Linked DNA regions of Mus musculus: all the other regions are linked to region 1. The links are chromatin contacts, called in public ChIA-PET, HiChIP or PLAC-seq and promoter capture Hi-C maps. All regions are on one chromosome and are shown on one strand. Each heading gives the region's core, a stretch centred on a gene start, on an enhancer-like site or on the middle of the called end of the contact. The rest is flanking DNA. Distances are from core to core; before and after follow the strand shown. Region 1 holds the start of Rdm1 (RAD52 motif 1). Region 2 holds the start of Rundc3a (RUN domain containing 3A). Region 3 holds the start of Atxn7l3 (ataxin 7-like 3). Region 4 holds the start of Hrob (homologous recombination factor with OB-fold). Region 5 holds the start of Atp6v0a1 (ATPase, H+ transporting, lysosomal V0 subunit A1).

What was found. Promoter capture Hi-C pulls out the DNA fragments that hold promoters and counts their contacts. ChIA-PET counts read pairs in DNA pulled down with a chosen protein or histone mark. HiChIP or PLAC-seq counts read pairs in DNA pulled down with a chosen protein or histone mark.
Region 2: a contact with region 1 is called in an H3K27ac HiChIP or PLAC-seq map of microglia, with 6 times the contacts expected there. The contact joins the promoter of Rundc3a here to the promoter of Rdm1 in region 1. A contact is called at or near these places in 4 of 39 promoter capture datasets (hippocampal neurons, liver and pre-B cells) and 1 of 115 datasets of contacts at active chromatin or transcription factors (microglia).
Region 3: a contact with region 1 is called in an RNA polymerase II ChIA-PET map of memory CD8 T cells, with 8 read pairs. The contact joins the promoter of Atxn7l3 here to the promoter of Rdm1 in region 1. A contact is called at or near these places in 1 of 39 promoter capture datasets (liver) and 1 of 115 datasets of contacts at active chromatin or transcription factors (memory CD8 T cells).
Region 4: an H3K27ac HiChIP or PLAC-seq map of microglia shows a contact between it and region 1, with 4 times the contacts expected there. The contact joins the promoter of Hrob here to the promoter of Rdm1 in region 1. A contact is called at or near these places in 2 of 39 promoter capture datasets (both in liver) and 2 of 115 datasets of contacts at active chromatin or transcription factors (bone marrow-derived macrophages and microglia).
Region 5: a contact with region 1 is called in a promoter capture Hi-C map of pre-B cells, with 2.1 times the contacts expected there. The contact joins the promoter of Atp6v0a1 here to the promoter of Rdm1 in region 1. A contact is called at or near these places in 3 of 39 promoter capture datasets (liver and pre-B cells) and 1 of 115 datasets of contacts at active chromatin or transcription factors (embryonic midbrain).

Annotation. Positions count from the first base shown.
Region 1 is chr11:101,626,623-101,629,307 of GRCm38.p6, forward strand. Rdm1 (RAD52 motif 1) reads left to right here and starts at 1,327. Exons shown (of 7, transcript NM_025654.2): 1 at 1,327-1,442; 2 at 1,651-1,830. The coding sequence starts at 1,347. It overlaps LOC115487916 (a small nuclear RNA gene), which reads left to right and starts at 744; the gene lies at 744-934.
Region 2 is chr11:102,392,082-102,394,766 of GRCm38.p6, forward strand. It overlaps Rundc3a (RUN domain containing 3A), which reads left to right and starts at 1,322. Exons shown (of 11, transcript NM_016759.5): 1 at 1,322-1,701. The coding sequence starts at 1,595.
Region 3 is chr11:102,295,280-102,297,964 of GRCm38.p6, forward strand. Atxn7l3 (ataxin 7-like 3) reads right to left here and starts at 1,350. Exons shown (of 13, transcript NM_001098837.1): 1 at 1,124-1,350. It overlaps Gm33851 (cyclin-dependent kinase 13-like), which reads left to right and starts at 1,110. Exons shown (of 2, transcript XM_030246466.1): 1 at 1,110-1,898; 2 at 2,345-2,638. The coding sequence starts at 1,486. The coding sequence ends at 2,417.
Region 4 is chr11:102,247,564-102,250,248 of GRCm38.p6, forward strand. Hrob (homologous recombination factor with OB-fold) reads left to right here and starts at 1,319. Exons shown (of 10, transcript NM_153544.3): 1 at 1,319-1,529. The coding sequence starts at 1,527.
Region 5 is chr11:101,008,075-101,010,759 of GRCm38.p6, forward strand. Atp6v0a1 (ATPase, H+ transporting, lysosomal V0 subunit A1) reads left to right here and starts at 1,367. Exons shown (of 22, transcript NM_016920.4): 1 at 1,367-1,490.

The DNA.
Region 1 (2,685 bases), core at 77-2,576:
TGCCAAAGTGCCCCCTTGAGAAATGACGCCAAGCAACAGATCTGGTGGGGAGTTATTTGGGGGAAGAGAGGGGAGGGAGGGCTTGGAGAAGGGGTTGAGGTAGATGAACAGATAGGCAGACAGAGGGGAACAGAGTCACGAGGGCAGAGAAAGCAGGGGACAGAGAAGGAGAGAATGGGGGCTGGGGCCAGAGACCGCAAGGAACACGTGGGAACAGAGAGAGCTGGAGTGGTGAAGCAGTCGTTATCACCACACCTGAAGAAGCACCATAAGCTGGTTGCTTGATCCTAGGGAGGAGCCTAGCGGAATCGCCTGTAAACTAATAAATTAAGCAGAAAATCGAAAGGCCCCTTTTCCTCAAGGACCTTTTGTTGTGGGTGTGGTCTGAAAGACTGCGAAGAAGAACCTGGTTGTATCGCAGGGAAAGGTCAATACGTCCCCTCTGCGCCCCGGTTGCGCTCTACAGCGCAGAAGCGGAAAAAGCAGTCCAGGTTCGAGCTTTCGGCGCGCTTGGGCGGGGCATGCAAATAACTGCTCTGTGGAACTCTGGGAGCAAAAACAAAAAACTGCAACCAAAACTTCTCGGCCTCCTTGAATCTTACAGGCTTTTCGTGGCGTAAAGGTGGTGTACTCAATGAAGAGGAGAGTCTGTGTTGGCTGCATGTTTGAGTCGGTTGGTTGGTGACTGTGAATTAAAGGTGTGGTCGGTGTTGAGTGTATGGGGCGTGTGGGCGTAGTTCGGTATCGCTTCTCGGCCTTTTGGCTAAGATCAAGTGTAGTATCTGTTCTTATCAGTTTAATATCTGATACGTCCTCTATCCGAGGACAATATATTAAATGGATTTTTGGAAGTAGGAGTTGGAATAGGAGCTTGCTCCGTCCACTCCACGCATCGACCTGGTATTGCAGTACCTCCAGGAACGGTGCACCCCCTCTGGGGAGTAAAGTTGGTTTTAAAGTCAGAGCATGGTGATTGTAGGGCAGTCCAGCTTTTTAAATATGTCTGTGTTTTCTTCTTCTTAACTTTCGTTAGTTTGTATCCTGATTGGGTTGTGTACACGATAACTGAGTTCTCGTTTGCGCCAGAGCTGGAGAGATGGCTTAGTGGTTAAGAGTACCGACTGCTTTTCCAAAGGCCCTGTGTTCAGGTCCCAGCAACCACATAAATAAATAAATCTTAGGAAAAAAAAAAAGAAAAAAGAGTGTAGCACTGGAGCTAATGTGGGGTGGAAACATTTTAAATATGTGCTTTGTGGGAAGTTTTAAGGAAATCGTTAAGCTCCGCCCTTTACTTGTGAGGGTTTAAATTTCGCGGTAGTAGCTTGCGCAGGCGCACTGGCTTTACCATGGCGGAGTTGATCTCTTTCGTAGTTCCCACCCAGAGCGACAAAGTTTTGTTGGTGTGGGATCTGAGCACTGGGCCCCCAGCCGAAGCCTTAAGTGTGAGGGGCTGCGCGGAGAGGGCAGGGGAAGGGAGTGGGGGGACAGGAGGCGTGGGCCCCGCGTGGGCGCAGAGGAACGGGGAGCCAGCGAGGGCTTGTCTCCTCCTTAGATGAAGCCCCAGTGAAGGGAGTGCTTCCAGCGGAGAAGGGCGGGATCTGGGCTTGAAGTGAGGTAGGGGGTCAGCACTCACTGGTGGGCCTCCCACAGCATTCTCTGTTCACAGTGTTCTCTCAGTTTGGCCTTCTGTATTCAGTCCGAGTCTTCCCGAACGCTGCAGTGGCTCGTCCTGGTTTCTACGCCATCATCAAGTTTTACTCCTCGCGGGACGCACAGAGAGCCCAGAAGGCTTGCGATGGGAAACCCCTTTTTCAGACATCACCAGTGAAGGTGTGTGCAAATGCAGGCTTCAGGATAACGTTCCGAGTTCTGCAGTGAGTAGCTAGAGACTCTGTGGTGCCCTGATTCACCCGGTGCTTCCAGATGCGTTTTCACTGATCCTCTGGCCTCAGGTATCCTAGGTGATGGTTAGGTGATAAAAGGTTCATCATGAGAGTAATTGTGGTCAAACCCAAGAGTTCCAATGAAAATCCCATGTCGTATGTTACATTTACATTTATTATTTACATTATTTATAAACATTTTCTATTTTATTTGGACTTAAAATGTGTTTGACCAACTGCCAGTTTTAATATAATGGATGCTTTATTGTCATCACTGTAAAATAGAACTTCCTTCAGGTTCCAGAGGTGGGGAAAGCATCCTTTAGTACATTGTAGCCTTCATTCCATATTAACATAGAACCCGTTCCCCCAGAGCCTCAGCACATCTCACCATGTTTCTCAATTCCACCACCTGTCCTTTCAATTTCTGATTGGCCACTTTTGATGTATCAACCTGCTGCTGACCCAGCTTCTTATTCTTATCCATATTGCTTTTTTTTTTTTTTTTTAAGATTTATTTATTATATGTAAGTACACTGTAGCTGTCTTCAGACACTCCAGAAGAGGGCGTCAGATCTTGTTACAGATGGTTGTGAGCCACCATGTGGTTGCTGGGATTTGAACTCTGGACCTTCGGAAGAGCAGTCGGGTGCTCTTACCCACTGAGCCATCTCACCAGCCCCCATATTGCTTTTCTTTTCTTCTCCCTTGAACCTTGATTAAATCTGAGAACTGCAGTTAGTAGTGACCCCAAGTGAATTTTCTCTACGTCCATACATGATGCAAGACCTTTTTCTATCTT
Region 2 (2,685 bases), core at 72-2,571, 770 kb after region 1:
TCAGGCACGGCAGAGACACTAGGATCCAGAGTTTAAGATTATCCTTGGCTTCAGATCAAGTTCCAGTCCAGCCTCCCAAAAGACTATCTCAAAACGTACAAAGGAGCTGGGCATGGTAGGGCATTCCAATTCTCAGAAGGCAGAGGCAGGAGGATCTCAGTGAATCTGAGAACACTCTGGTCTGACAAATGGAATTCCAAGCTAGCCAGAGCTATATAGTGAGATCCTGTCTCAAAATAAAACAAACCAACAAAACCAACAAAACACAAAAACATACAAAGGCAGTGATTTCTAGGACTTGACACCAAAGATACAGACAACAAAGGCCAGGTTGGACACTTCATGGAAATTCAAGTTTTTTGAGTATCAAATGACAGTATCAATTTTAAAAGACAACCCATAGAATGTGAGAAAATAATGCAAATCAGATCTGATAAGTCATTGATATCCATAATGTATAGCCTTACATTCCACATTAAAAGGAATGACCCAATCGAATTCGGGCAATGTTCAAATCCTGGAAGTGGTTTACCAGGAATGGAGCGGGCAAGCAGAGACGTGAAGAGCAACCTGGAATCCAAAGATAGCACAGAAGCCAAAACAAACTATGCCTTCAAGTCCTGCCCAGCTAAAAGCGAAACCATTTTTGACCGGCCCCCTATCAATGTAGGCTGCCAAAGAGTTAATCCTTAAATCTACTGGTCGGTGGGGTGGCTACTGCTAAGAACCCCATGAAGTCCAGGACGCCAGACTGTTGGTAACCCCAAATCCCTATCCTGAGTGGTTCCAAGCTCTGGACTAAATGGTTTCGCTGAGTTCCCATCCTCCACCTGTAGAGAGACTGGCTTGCTTGGCTAGCGCAGATAAATACAACCCGCAGAGACTGACAGAAGAGGCAGCTTCTGTGGCAGCCTTTAGTTTCAGAAGGGTTAGCACCTTAAGGCCACCTGCAGTCTCTGGAAGTGGCCTGGGCCGGGCTGACAAGCCTGGGATGAGTGGATGGGGGGCAGGGCTGGCATAAGGATGCAGGAGGTAAGGGTCTCCATTCTTTAGGGTACAATGAGAAATCTGAGACAGATAGCACCGACTTCAGGCCAGAAACAAGGGAAAGAAGCGTCAAAGCTGAGACACCAGACGAGGATCCCCAGCCTTGAGTGTGGGGGTGGAGAAAGGGCCCTTCTCTACACAGTCTCCGTTGTTTCTCCGGGGGACCCCCTCCGCTCTCTCAAGGGCCTCGGTCCTTCCCCTCCCCCAAAACTCTGCGCCCTTTGCGGATTGGTCCCGGGCTGCCGGAGGCGGGGCTTATGGCCCTGACGTCACCGGCCGAGGAGGGGGGACGGGCGACTGGGGGAGGGGGTGACGAGCTCCGGCTCAGCACCTCGGAGAGCTCCCTCCCCGGCCTTGTTTTGCTCCGGAATCGCTGCCGGGGGAGGGAGCAAAGGGGCCGGCCTTAGGCGTCGAGGCCGAGGGATGGCAGTGAAGAAGACGAAGGGCCCCCGGGGGCAGACGGCCCAGCCGTGATCCTGCGAGGCGGGCCGGGGCGCCGGGTGGGGTGGGGGGCAGCGGGCGGCGACAGCAGTGGCCGCACATCTGGATGGAAGCGAGCTTTGTCCAGACCACCATGGCTCTGGGGCTGCCCTCCAAGAAAGCATCTTCCCGCAACGTGATCGTGGAGCGCAGGAACCTGATCACCGTGTGCAGGTGGGCGCCGCTGGCGGTCGGGGTGGGGTGATGAGAGAGGTTGAAGCAGGCTGAGAAATCTAAGGGTTGAGCATGCCCATGAGGATGCTCTGCAGACACTGAGAAAAGGCAGGGCAGGGAGGACCGCGCTCTCTATCCTTCCTAGGCCCGGAACCGGGAGGCGGGCTGGAATGTCTGGTCCTTATTCTTGGCTAAGCCAGGCCTATGCCCAGACTGGGGTTTGGGGGATGAAGAGAGTTTAATTGGCACTGCAGTTTCCTGTGAGAACCAGGAAGTGACATTGTGTATGAGAGGGGGGAGGAGGGAGGATGGCTGGCTCTCTTCCTGGCAGTGGGGGCAGGGTGGGCAAAGGGAGCTCAATGGGGTTGGGGGTGAATGTCCTCCAAGTCCCCTCTGCCACCCCTGCCTGCTTAGCGTCTTGGAGTGGAGCTTTCCTAAGAGACTTTACTATGCTCAACCCTTCATAAAGCAATGATGGTGTTTCTAGGTAGCAGCAGCCTGTGGCTGGACCAATTGTGCACAAAGGCCCTGAACCCATCCAATGAAGGTCGAGAGCACTACCCCGCTGTAGGGAGCACCCAAGGCCTAATTGCAGAAACTGGGGCCCCAAGTAAAGACTGGGAGCCCAGATCCCTAAATCCCTGAGGGTGGGGCAGTTGCAGGGCTAGGAAAATTCTCCTCTTTCTTGGACACCGGAAAGTAATCCTTCCCACTTCAAGGCTGCAGTGACTCACCCTGCCTGCCCTGCCCTGAGGCCAGAAAGCCACCAGCTGTGCAGGCTCTCTCCCAAGCCCCCACCTGTCCTTGCCACTCCCTCTGGGATCTCCATGCCAGCTGCCTTCTCCACCTGCAGCCTCCATGTCCAATGGGGTGCTTCGTCTTGGCTCTTAGTGCTCCTGGGTGTGGGACCGAGTTGTCCTTTCTTGCCAGTCCCACTTGCGTGAACATAAACCACAGCCCTGTTCCTTCTTCCCGAAATCATGC
Region 3 (2,685 bases), core at 100-2,599, 670 kb after region 1:
GCCAATCAGACTCTAGGTCTATAGGAGGCAGCAGCTCATCCCAGGTACCCAAAACTCAAACCCCTCTTTGATACCCATGGTGCAATGCAGCAGGGGGAGGAGAAGGAACTCTAAGGCCTCAAAGCAAACCCACAGGGTGTGGCAAAGAACTGCACAGACTCCTCAAGACAACCCCCGTTTCCCTAAGGGCTGTCATAGTCACCTCTGCTTTCAGCCAGGATGTCCACTTGGGGGGGTACTGCTACCAGAAGTAGGAATGGCCCTAACACCCTACAACCTTCACCCCACTCTGTCTTCTCTTAAAATAAGCCTGCCACTCTACGAGAGGAACAGAGCCCAGAGAAGCCTACAGGCAAAGGGCATTTCCAGCCACCAAGAACGTGAGCAGAGGAGAGCCCCGTGGTACGCACGCGAGTGGGCACTCCCCTTACCTGTTCTTTTAGATCGCACCCTCCCTCCCTCAGGACCAGCCCGGAAGTCTCTCCAAGAGCCCCAAAGTCCAAAAACCCCACCGTAGGATTCAGAAACAGTGCCCACAGTTCGGGGCCCCACTGAAGAGTGGGTACGAGTTTAAGAAGCTGCCGGCCTCGAGTGGGGTGGGGACTGACAAATGAGCCAGGGGCACTGGGAAGGGGAGCAGGCCGTGTCGCGGCTCTTCTCCCGTCCTTGCGGCACTGCTGCTGCATCATACCGACTGGGGGGAGGAGAGCCGAGCCGCCCATAGGCCGGCGGCGGGCCGGGACAGACCGACCCCCAGAGAGTAAGCAGAGTGGGACGCGTCCCGACCCCACTAGGTCGCCGCCTGCCCAGATCCCGGACGGGCCGGGGAGAGGATTCCGGGAGGGTGTCTCTATTGTCCCGGGGGCTGGGGCCTGGCTCCCTAACAAAGGCCCCGCGCCCCCTCCCCGGCCGGCCCTGCCCCGCCCAAGGAGGACCCAGCCAGGGGGAGACCGGGGGGCCCCGGCCCGGCCGGGAAGCCGGGGAAAGCCGGGCGTTTCCGCGTCGGCCCTGGGGGAGGGGAAGGGGCGCTGACCCAGACCTGGGGGGAGGGGGCCCAAGCCCCGCCTCGGGCCCCGCCCCCCGCCCCCCGCAGGCCCCTCCCCCGTCCCTGTTCTGTACTCACCCCGCCCGGGGGGCCGCGCCGGGGCCCGGCGGCCTCTCAGGGCCGCGTCCTCCGGCGGCGGCGGCGACGGCGGCTGCTCCGGAGCCCCATGTCCGTCGGTCCGTCCTCGCCTCTCCCCGGGGCCCGGGGCCCGGGGCCGGGGGGTCGGGCTGCCCCCCCGCCTCGCCGCCTCACCGGGCGGCCATGGCCCCTTCCCCTCCCTTCTCGTCCCGTCGCCGCCTCCTCCTCCTCACCTCACCCCGCCCGCGCGCAGTCCGCGCGCCGTCCGCGCGCCCCTCCCCCCGCCCCCCACTCCAGCCCGCCTCTCCCGGGCGGGGGGTGCGGCGCGAGCCCGGAGCGCGCGCGCGTGCCGCGACCGGAGGATGGATGGATGGAGCGAGCGAGGACGCGAGCGTGCGCGCGCGCGCCCCTCTCCCCCCTCCCTCGGCGCGGGCGCGAGGCCAGGCGCGAGCGCGCTCCAACCTCCTCCTCTTCCTCCTCCCGCCCCTCCTCAACACCCCGCCCTCGCCCTCCCTTCCTCTTCCTCCTTTCGCTTTCGCGCGCCCAGCGACTGCTCGCGCCTGCTAGAAGGGCCCGAGCGCGTGCATCTGCCCCGCGGCCGCAGCTCGGCAGCATTTGCTCCAGGGGGCGGGGACCGGGAGGGGAGGAGGGGCGCCACGCCGCCGTCCAAAGTACCGGCGGACGGGACCTGGGGCGGGGAGATGGGTGGGGCCTCCGTAGACGAGTCCGGCCAATCGCGGAGTGTCCTCGGCCCGGGAGGCCCAATAGGCTCGAGGTGGGTGGGGCAGCGTTCAAGGTGAGGTGCGCGGTGCGCCAGGGGCGGAGACTTGGTGCCGTCCCGGCCGGCTCGGGGGCGGAGGCAACGGGGTGGCGTCGAAAGAGAGCGCCGGCTCCCAGCCGAGCCTGGGACGCCTTCCGGCCCAGGCATCCCCGCCCTTCCCGCGGGGTTCCCTGCTCTGCTCCCCGGTCGCTCCCCCACTTTGACCGCGAGGCATACAGTCAGTTGTGTGAAGAGTCTGGGCTTGAAATGGGGTGCAGTTAGGCGCTCAGGAAGGAACAACCTTAAAAGGGGCTGGTCTGCATTCGTTCTCTGGGTTTCGGAGTGGGTCACCAGCCACCCCAGGCCTCCGAACCGAAAAGAACCCAAGGGAGAAGGTTCACTGCGGAGTGCAAGCTGCGCCCTTCTGAGTCGAGCGCGCTCCCGCCCTTATCCTAATTTAGATCCCACACCTGCTCGCCTTTCCTGCTTCCGGAGCCCACGCTGGACCCTCCACCTCTCAGACAGACTGCTTAGCACTGGCCAGACTCTGCCTACACTAAAAGCTGCTCCGCTGGGAGTGGCCTTACCCTCCATCTCTCGCCTCTTTAGCTTCGGGAGGAAAGGTCCTTTTCTCAGCCACCCAAGGTGTTTAGATCTGCGCTCACATGTACGTGGCCGTGTCTACAGCCTCGAGACTTTTGCGTGCCAGGCCTCTAGCTTCAGATAAAATTAAACTCTGGAATCACGTACTTTGAGACCATCTTTGGTTCTTCGCTCTTCAGCAAACATGTATGGAGGTTCT
Region 4 (2,685 bases), core at 69-2,568, 620 kb after region 1:
GAGGAGGTAGAGTTGAGAGCCTATGACCCAGCTATCGAGACTTCAGCATCTACAGTTTAACTGCTATACCATTTTGCTTCCTAGAATTCCAGGGGACTGAGGGTTTTTTTTTTGTTTTGTTTTTTGTTTTTTTTTTGGTTTTTTTTTTTTTTTTTTTGACAGGGTTTCTCTGTGTACCCCTGGCTCTCCTGGAACTAACTCTGTAGACCAGGCTGGCCTTGAACTCAGAAATCCGCCTCCTTCTGTGCTGGGATTAAAGGCGTGGGCCACCACCACCTGTCTGGGACTGAGTTCTTGACTAGAGGCTTCAGGAAGACAACCCCCCTATAATTATGTGCAAAGCATCATGTGTTTGTACACATGTGCCTTGTTCTGAGGAAGAATCCACCAATTTAGTCATATTTCTATGGCTCAGACGGCTACTGTGCTCTGAGGAAAAGACACACCCTGTCTTTCCCGGATCTCTTCATTCAGTCTTACTTGCCTTATATGCTTGAGCCAGGCCTTACCTTCCAGTCCCTGCATGGCCTCCAAAGTAATTTTGTTTATGTTTTTGTTTGTTCGTTTTTTCTGCAGTGTATGTATGTATGGTAGCTGGGACCAGAGTCTTGAAGACGCTTAGTACAATGTTGACCATTGGAATGCACTCCCAGCTTTCAGGCCTATTTTTCTAACATGCAAAGAAGGCACACATTTTTCTGTCGTAGAAACTCTTTAGGGCTGGGCGTATTATTAGCTTAGTGTTGAACATTTGCTTAGCACGTGCAAGGCCCAAAATCGTTCAATCCCTCCTCATTCACCAGAGGATGATGGCGCATGAGGCTCTCTACCTTTTCCTGTCTCTACCAATCAGCTTGGCCTACAAAGTGTGAACCCCCCCCCCCCCCCCGCCGCCCTCCCCGGTTCCATCCCTAGCACCACATAAAACCAGCCACCCCAGCGTTTGGGAGGTAGAGGAAGAACAATATGGAGTTAAGGTTATTTTCGGCTACAAAGTGAGTTAGAGGGCAGCCTGGGCTACACGATCGGCTGCGTTCTGGTGAGGATGAAGTCACTCTCAAATCACCAGTGTGCTCAACAAAAAAAAAAAAAAAAAAAAAAAAAAAAGAAGGGAGAATAAAGTGTATAAGATTTCTCCAAGCTCCCTTTCAACCAGAACGTGGCAGCCGGCTGGACTAGAGGGACCGCTTGGGGGCGACCGAGAGACCTTTGATTTTCCCTTTAAGGCTGCGGCGGAAGGCCCGAGGAAGAAGGACTTTGTGTCGGCAGGATAAAAATTGGTGCCTTCCCTTTAAGGGGGCGGAGCTATTGTTTTGGCGGCGGCTTTGAAAGCCGCTCTGGGTGCACGTTCTTAGGCGCCCCTCTCTCAGTTTCCGCTGCGGTCTTAAAGACGCTTCTCTTGGACCTTGCTCTGGGAATGCGACCGGACATAGTTCCCTACTCTACGTCTGGGTCGAGTTGGAGGTGAACCCTTGAGTCTGACACGGCCGGGCCGACCCGCCGGCCCGAGCCCACGGCCTGTCGTTATGGTAATGCCGCGTCTAAGCCGCCCGGGCTCTGGGGAGGAGGCGTTCCAGCCCCGGGGAAGCCGGACTCCGGGTTGGGCTCCGGGCTCGCTAGTCTGCTAGGACGGGATCTGCCTGGTAGAGACTGAGTGTAGTCTGCAGACCTGGGGGCTAGGTAGGAAGGGCGCGCAACGCGCAGGAGACCTTGTGAAAGGTACCTCCCCCGGACATACAGACCTACAGACAGACAGAAAAATAGTCATCAATCCCTGCGAGCCCAAACGTCACTGGCTTTTGGAATCTTTGCCCCCAACCTCGTGATCTTGGGGTGACTAACATTCAACTCTCCTCTCCCTCCTTCCCTTCCTCTCCTCCTCCGCCTCCTCCTCTGTTTTTATTTTTTTGGGAGGAGGGTGGGTCCTTGAAACAGGCTTTCTGCCCCTGGCTATCCTGTAACTCAGTATGTAGATTAGGCTGGCCTCGAACTCAAAGTTCTGCCTTAGGCGTTCTGGGAATTAAAGGCAGCAGCTACCATGCCACACGCCCTCAATCCCCCACCAAAAACCCAGGCTGTGGGTGTGACACTCGTCTGAGTCTGCTGTCCAGGAAGAAGAACCGTAGACTGGGGCAGTCCACACTCTTGGCAACTTTGCCTTTGGCTTTGGTCCTCTGTAGAAAGAAATCACTGGCTTGATCCTCAGAAACAAGGGTTTCAGGCAGGGTCCTTTCTTGTGTTGGACCAACCTTTGAGATTCTGTTGCAGAATACTCAGGCCTGTTTCCAGAGGTGGTGTAGGCAAGTAATCCCATCCTTTGGGAAAGGAAAGGGTCAGGAGTTCAAGGTCAGGGGCTGGGGAAGTGGCTGAGCAGGTAAAAGGTGGTTGTCTCTGATGCCTCAGTTACATCCCTAGGACCCATAGGGTGGAAGAAGCCGACTCCCTCAAGTTCTTTTCACCTTCACACCCATGCAGTAGTGTACCCCACCCCCACTAAATCAATCATTTTTTTTATATAAGATTTGAAAATTACCTTTATCAACATAATAATGACTTGAGGCCAACTTGGGCTACTTGAGACCCTTATGCTGACCCTGCCTTTGTCTCCCTTAGCAGTCGCCTCTCTTTTACTATCTCCCCTTTCTAGGAGTAGTTCAGATAAACTGTGTGTGTGCATTATATGTA
Region 5 (2,685 bases), core at 117-2,616, 620 kb before region 1:
TCCCACTAAGTTGTTCTCTGACCTCCATAATAACTATTATTATTATTATTATTATTATTATTATTGGACCTCTAAGAGGATGTACTTTCAGGGAAACCACGGCGTGGGGTGTAGAAACAACTCAAGTGAACTATAGTCCGGGATAGGCTTTCTTACAGGTAGTGTATGAAACACTTGTTTGCGGTTAGGAAGCAGCTGACTCTGAGGTTAGCTTTTTTTTTCTAAGTCTACGAGGAAGGAAGTGACAGTCATTGTGAAATACTTGGCAGGATTTCAATTGTGGGTCCCTGCCTGTAGAAGGAGCTTCAGAATGTGAAAACCGTAAAGCCTAGGTCTCAGAAATGCTGCTTCTCGAGAGAATTGTAATGAAGCAATACCTTCAATTACCATGTGCAGTAGAAAAATTCAAATAAAATGTTCACTGTGTCCATCATTTTGTTCGGGCTCACAAAACACGTTTTGTAATACTTCTGCCAAGCAGATAAAAATTATCAGTACAAGTTGCTTTTTTTTTTTTTTTTAAATCCGAAATACCTCCTTCACTACACTTGAATCTCAATGAGTTCCGCCACCCACAGAGACTGACTGACCAGTTCTCCAAGTTCCTCCTGATGTTTCTGCTGACTCCCTACTCTTCTTTAATTGGGGGGAAAGGACTCTATCAATATTTAGAAAAGGAGCTTTAAAAAAAAAAGGTAGGTATTATTTTGCATTCAAAAGATATATGAGGAACTGAAAACTCCTACGTGGTCAGATGGGTTCACAGAAACCTAGTAAGCAAGATAAAAATAATTACTTTGTCAACATGTGGTCTTCCGGGGATTTTTTTTTTTTTTCCAATTTGGATAAGTGTAAATCCTAGGTAGCTGCTGGAAGAATGAATCCGATACTTTGTAAGTGGACGAGATCCTATGTCTCTAATATAGGACTTATCTTAAGTCGCTCTCCAGTCTGGGGCTCAAATATTTTCAGAGGTCTAAGAACGACATAGGATGCGTATACGTAAAGAAGACTAGCTTTGAGGCTCCCTTCAAGCTCTCAGATCATTCTATAATGTGCCCATTTCTTTCATGCTGCTTTCTCCAAGAAAAAGTTGTGAATTGGTTCTCTGGAAAGTAGAGATGGCAGGTAACCTTGCTCCGAGGATAATAGAGAGAAAGGATTCTGATGGGCTCAAAAGGCAAACACTTCAAAAGTCACACGCCCAGCCCAGATGACTTCCAAACTGGGATAGAAATCACAACGCCGGAACAAAGATGGCGACTGCACACCAGGACTCGCCCGAGCCCCATAGACTCTGCACTGCGGCAGCAGGGGAGAGGCAGCATCCTATTGGTCAACTGAGATGAAATCATCTCGGGGGCGGGACTCGACGGTGGCGTGGGGGCGGAGCCTTGCTTGCGTACGCTGGTCGGCGACTCTGCTCAGCCTGAGCCGGGGTCGCTTTGCTGCGGCGGCTGCGGTCGCGGCGGCGGCGGAGCCGGCGAGAGGTGAGCTGGGGTTGTAGAAAGAGCGCTTCCCCGAGTGGCTTTCGAGGGGACGTGGAGCGCACTCGGATACCTCGGATGCTTGTCAGAAGAATTAGCCAGGATCTTAGGTCTCTGAGAAAAATATGGGGGGCTCATCTCCCTCTTCGGACACCCTTCCTGTGGGCAGAGGAACTGGAGGGCCACTGCTCAGGAATGACCCGGGAGAGGAGGAGGCGAAAGGACAGAAGAGATCGGATAGGCAGAGTGATCTGGGGGGATTTCTTAAAGGGTCTTACAATTTGGGGATTTCTTCCCTAACCAGGAGACAGGTTATGCCTGGTCCAGAAAATTTCTGCGCTCTCACTGTGCAGCTTAGAAACGAAGAGGTGAACGACAAATGCTCCCTGCTAGAAAGGGAGGATTGGAGAATCCGAGCGAGAGTCCTCCTGGGAGGACCTTGGGTTTGGATCACCCTTTTGCAGAATTACTTTCTTCGTACTTCATTTCGCGACCCCTGGAAACCGCTTTTCCAAATTCGTATTGTGTTTGGTTTCAGTGGGGGTAGAGATAGTCTTGGAGAGGCCTGTAATCATGAAGGAACAGGAGGAGGGCGGTAACTCACTGGAGGCTGTCAGCCCTGTCAGCCCTGTCAGCTATGCCTGTCAGACATGATTTCATTTATTTTGAGGTTGTGGCATCTATCCTCGTTCAAGGTGGAAAGGACTGGTTATAGCTTATGTGGGTGATTCATATTCTTAAGTCAACCCACATAATCTCTTGAGAAATGCTTGCTTTTAGTCGAGTGTGTTATTTTGCTCTCCTTGAACACCTAATGCCGAAAGGATTTGTTTTTCGGGTTCCTCAAAATGTCTTCCTGCCTTCCCGAAGGGCAAATCTTCTCGGAAACATCAGTCTTATCTATCGATTAACATGGAATTTGCATGACGTTACGACATTAAAAGTGATGCAGTGCATGATGATCTGTTGAGGATAGATACTGCAGATGCTGCTGTACCGAAGCTGAGCGGGGAGCTTATCGCGAATAAATAATTGCATTTTCAGTACCACTGATAGCGCCAGCTGCTGACCTGAACGGAAGCCTTCAGGCTCCTAGGAGAGACTTGACAGATAGAAGAAGGCAGTTGTCTTTGAGGATGGGGATGAGTCGCAGGAAGCTGCAGAGGTGGAAGGCTTTTCCTCCGGCTTGTTAAAAGTG